Regions from separate parts of the Gossypium hirsutum genome. Here region 1 is linked to region 2. Evidence: chromatin contacts called from public Hi-C data. All regions are on one chromosome and are shown on one strand. The core of a region is the stretch at or near the end of the contact, and the rest is flanking DNA. Distances in the headings are between cores, read along the strand shown. Region 1 holds the start of LOC107932908. Region 2 holds the start of LOC121232162 (knob-associated histidine-rich protein).

Evidence for each region. Hi-C and Micro-C count contacts between places; a contact is called where the count stands out from the background.
Region 1: a contact with region 2 is called in a Hi-C map of leaf, with 2.6 times the contacts expected there. The contact joins the promoter of LOC107932908 here to the promoter of LOC121232162 in region 2. A contact is called at or near these places in 3 of 34 Hi-C or Micro-C datasets (callus and leaf).

Annotation. Positions count from the first base shown.
Region 1 is chrA07:15,793,366-15,796,116 of Gossypium_hirsutum_v2.1, forward strand. It overlaps LOC107932908, which reads left to right and starts at 1,347. Exons shown (of 4, transcript XM_016865031.2): 1 at 1,347-1,617; 2 at 1,721-1,834; 3 at 2,717-2,751. The coding sequence starts at 1,521.
Region 2 is chrA07:15,578,422-15,581,121 of Gossypium_hirsutum_v2.1, forward strand. LOC121232162 (knob-associated histidine-rich protein) reads left to right here and starts at 1,282. Exons shown (of 3, transcript XM_041117643.1): 1 at 1,282-1,693; 2 at 1,996-2,129; 3 at 2,221-2,466. The coding sequence starts at 1,410. The coding sequence ends at 2,255. It overlaps LOC121232163 (cyclin-C1-2), which reads right to left. Exons shown (of 9, transcript XR_005930388.1): 9 at 2,446-2,700.

The sequences.
Region 1 (2,751 bases), core at 97-2,596, 220 kb after region 2:
TTTGCGGTCCCTTTTTACTGCAAAAGATGCTTGAATGCTCCAACATGCCTTAAATTTCTAATGGGCTTAAACAGTCTGTTCTTTTATCTAATTATATTTATGATTTCATCTTTACATGAACTCCAGATATATTTACAAAAACTTTTATACACGAACCTCTAAATCAATCCCAAAATCTTATAAATCAAATCCAAAATTCCCAAATCAAATAAACAAAGTTAACCAAAACATAACTATCCAGACTAAGTAAATAAACTTAATATTCAATTAAGCTATAACAAAATAATTTTTATGCCTAAAATTATGTAAAATGTTATCGACATCTGAATTAAGTTTGAATTTTGAAGTCATTATTATTGAATTTTTTTTACTTAAATACTACCAAGGTTCAAATCATAAATTAGATTATAACATCTTTGATTAAAAAAAAAACCAATTCAATTGAATTTTGCAAGTTTCATCCAGGATTTCAATTTTTTAAAATGTTTTTTTTATATATCTTGGAATAATTTCACCAATTGGTACCTCTAGATAAAATCAATATTCAAATATGTCAAATTTTATGCCATATGCAGATCATCGGTCTATTAAACACAAATGAAAACCTAACCATTTGGAATAGTGATAAATGCTTGTCAAATGCTTAATATGATATGAGTAAAATCTTTTTCCATCTTTACCCTTTACTAATATTGTATTGATAAAATTTAATAGGGTAAATTACACCATTAGTCATTAAACTATGAATAAATTTTTATTTTGGTGACTTAACTCAAAAAGTTACAACTTGGTCATTGAACTATTCAAAAGTTTTCATTTAAATCACTAGGCTATTAAAACCGATGTTATATAGCTTTCTTTGTTTGCATTGCCTACACCAATCAAAAGCTCTCTATCCCCATCCCTTCTATAGTTTAGTTTTTTTTCATGAAACAACTTTTGACGTTACAAATCTACGAACCAAAATCCAAACAGCTTTTTTCTTCGATCTCCGACATTGATAGTCAGATCAACTTGGATCTAAAGTATGTTCTTCTACTTGTTGGTATGTGCTATTCCACTGTACTAATCGTCAAATCCTCACTTGGAACTTGTTGGCGAAACTTTAAATAAAAAAAAGTTAACAAACCAATGACTTAAATAAAAACTTTTGAATAATTCAATGACTTAAATGAAAACTTTTGAATAGTTCAATGACCAAATTGTAACTTTTTTAGTCAAGAGACCGAAACGAAAACTTACTCATAGTTTAGTGACTAATGGTATAGTTTGCCCTTCCTTTTAATAGAACAAATACTAAATTGATCTATTTAATAGTGGAGGAACTAATTTGACCTAGTCTCTATAACAGAGGGACTTAACAGCTACTTTCGCCCAAAAAAAACTTAACAAAAACTCTGGGTTTTGGCCTTTGGAACAACATGTCGGGACCCGACCCAACATAACTCTCTTGCCTAATTCCCTGTCCACAGTGTGTCTCTAGTTCGTTGAACCCAGAAAAAGGTTTCCGAACTGAAACTATGGGATCCCCAAACCAACAAGGAGACTCCCCATCACCATCATCATCAACCTCCGTGGACTGGCGGCGTCGGATATTGATCCCGACGATCCTTGCAGGTCTTTTGTCTTTTGCCCTCCCTCTCACACTTTTAGTACTGTTTGTTCATTGAAACACCAGGATTCATGAATGTCAGGCGTGGTTCTCTTTGTTTTTAAACAGGGGTTTCCGGTGGAGGCGTTGGGTTGGTGTCAAAGCATCGGAAAGTGTACGGCCTCGCTAATATTTCAGCTACTTACGCCACTAATTTCGCTATTGTCACCGGCTGCTATTGTGGTATTCTTTCTTTATTTACTATTAGTTTCAGTATTTGTTAAACCCAAATTCTTTCCCCACCCCCCAATTGTAAATTAGTTAAGAAAATGTTGAATTGTATGTAATTTTAAGAGCAATCGAAAAGGGACTTAAATGAATTCCTACTACTAATTTTATGCCATTGGTTGTGATGGTAGATCATTATTTTCTTTAGCTGCCTTCGTTTGTACTCGTATATAAATGCAGGTCATGATAAAGTTTTGCTTTGATCTTTCGAAGTAAAACGACTTGCTTGTACTGAATTTGCTTTGCGCGGAATATATTTCCATGACATAGTCGTTAACTGGAATGATGTTAGTGGAAAATTTTAAGTAACTTGTGGGATTAGCTTTCTTGACTTGGATAACTATTTGGTTGTTTGACACCATGGATTGGTGTGGTCGGAAGGAAATGAACGAGGGTAGAATGTCGTATTAGTTTTATTAGGGAGTTTATTCGTTTTTCGTCTTGTCGGTCATAAGAATCAGGAAAGCATTCTCTTTCTCATAACATAATATGGTACCATACTCGTGGTCATGTGTGAGTTAGCATCATAGTGTTTAATGCAGACTTCTCCATTCAAGATTTAGCCTATAGCAGAGATACAGAAGGAAAACTACTCTCTTGTTTTTCGGTTTTTGATTTGTAGTAGTATTATTGGATAAAAATATGTTACTTTGAGGTTGATATGACTTTGGCTTATACGAAAATTATAGGTTTAGTATTAGTAGATCAACCTAGGTTGATGATGTCGTGTATTCCACATTGGGAAATGCATTAAACTTGCAACAGGCCTCGAATGTTATTAACAGTAAATCAGGATGTTGCTTCCTTGAACCTTTTTCTTCTCCTTAATTCGTGCAGGAGCACGTGAGTTTGTAACAGCTACTCGTAAAACC
Region 2 (2,700 bases), core at 32-2,531:
TTTAGTTTTTAATTTTTTTTTAAATATCAATTAAAGACACATTGTAATAGTTTTTTGAACCAAATCGAATCGATCAATTAGATTGATTAGATTGGAAATCGATTGGATACTAATCTAGAGGGAGGCATTAGATTGATTGTCCTAGGAATTAGTACGAACCGGTTGAATTGATTAAAAATTGGTTGAATCGAATTTTATTTATTTTATTTATGATTTAGTTAATCAAATTAAGTTAATCGATGACCTGACTTATTCAATCATTAGTCTAGTATTGAAAACCTTGCACATAATTTTTTTTTATATATATAACCACATGTATCTTCATCTATTTTATAATTTGAGACTAATCTTATTCAAGCTAATGGCAACATTCAGATAAATACCTTACCTAGATGATTACTCCAAAATTCAAGCCTAGTTCAAATATTTAAAGTGTACCTTTCCGCTCCTTCCAACCATTTGTTGGTGTGCATTAGGTTTTTTATTCGTGCACCACATAATTATATTTTATAAATAATTTAAATATATATATTTTTAGTATGTATAATATAAATAATTAATAAATAATTAATATATTTATGATTTTATCCTATATATTTAATATATAGAATAAATATACTTATATTAAGTAAGTTATTGGTTAAGTTTATATTATGAGTTAATCACACAATAACTTAATTAGGAAAATTATGAAAATATTTTATCGTAATTAAAATTAAGTTATATTATTCGAGATTACTTTAGTCTTTTTATTTTTTAAAACAAAATCAATAAAAAATTTGAATTTGGTGAATTTTGATCTCGCGCTATTACATCAATAAAATATTAATTTTATCGCTAAACTAAAAAATTATTTTAAATATTTACATTTTTATTATATTATGCTTATTTTATTATCTCGATTAATTGTATATATTGATAATATTGTTGATTAAGTTTTGACATTAAATCAAGATTGATAACAACGTCATGATAAATAGTTGCAGTGGATTTGGTTCATTTTAACATCATACATTTTTAATGTGTTATTATTAATTAATTTTAAATTATATGTTTTATGATATATTGTATGTTATTTTTAAAGTAGCCTCTGAATTTCAAATACATAGTTTTCGTACACTTACATGTATGGTAGAATTTTTAGTATATATAATAGTAATTTTAAAATTAACACCATAACAAGCATTTGGTTCAAATTTTATCAATATTTTTTAAATTAGACAATTAAGCCACTGATAAAAAAATTTAAAAACTTGATTCAACTTATTTTTTAGCTAAATTAATCTGTCTATACTAATTTTCAACCTAATCAATTCAAGATCCCTCTCCGAATCACCGGCCTAGTCTGGATTGTTTTTACTCAGTACTCTTATAAACCCTAGAAGTGGTCAAAAGAACGGATAGGAACCATGGAACCTTCGCCTGGATGCCCTGTTTCGCACCAACACCGTCCGATGATCCTCTATCCGCATCACCACCATACAATCCTCTGCCCTGCCCACCACTATCACCATCATACAAAAAGCTGCCCTCTCCATCATCACCGCCATCACTATACAATAAGCTGCCCTCTCCACCACCACCACCATCACCATCATCACCACCTCATTACTCACCATTCTCACGTAAGCCCTACTTTAGCTCCTCTTGAGTCCACAACCGCGCCAAACGAAACCCACCATTCTGGCAATCCGTAAGTTTCTCCAACTCTCATTCTTCTTTTAATTCTGTCAAAATTAAAAAGAAAAAAAAAAGAAAAGAGCCTTCGATTAACCCATTTCTGTATTCGATTTTCAAATTTATGACATGGGTTTTCATCACAAAGCTTAGTTATTGAAATTTTGAATTGAAAATTCGGGTGCTAAAAGATAATGTTGATCCTGAATACATGTAAGTTTTTACCATATTTTCTCAATCCCACACCATTGTTTTCTTTAATTAAGTAAAGAATCTCTCATCTGGTTTTTTTATTCTCTGTTTTGGGTTATTAATTAGGGCGTTGCAAGAGCAAGACTATGGACAACTGCAAGAGGAAGTAGAAGAGGATGATGAGGAAGATGAACCCATTTTTGTTCTAACAGATGAATGGAGGGAGTTTTTTGCAAAATCCGAAGCAAAAAGAAAATTGGGTAACAATTTTTTTTCTTCATTTTTCATCTGATATTATGTTATTTCTAATCTTACTTTATGATCATCACGTGTATTTTTGTGTGGATACAGAGAAGAAGCAGGCTAAGAAGAAACAGAAAAACTAAATTCTGGAAATGATGCAAGATTCTTGACTCTACCACCTCGTTTGTCACTCAAATATAGACATATCGCGGGTCGAAGTTAGTCCGAGTCAGTTTTAGATTATAATGTTTTCAGGTTTGAGTTCTTTCATGTTTAGACCAATTTGGGTTTGGCTCAATTTACAAGGCTTAGATAAAATATTTGAATTAATACTAAAAGAAAATCTCAAATGAATACTTCGACATTCACTCTAATAATCTTTCTACATGCTTTTAATAGTACCATTGTAATATCATAGAGGTATGGGTTAAATCAAACCAGACATCTCCATGCTTTCACTTCTTTCTTAATATAGTCAACCAACGTGGCGATAATAGATAATATACAGTCATGCATCACAGTGGTGTTAGGTATTTGTCTTCAACCATCTAAGGATTAAAATCGAGTTTGCTGAAAGCAGCGTTGATT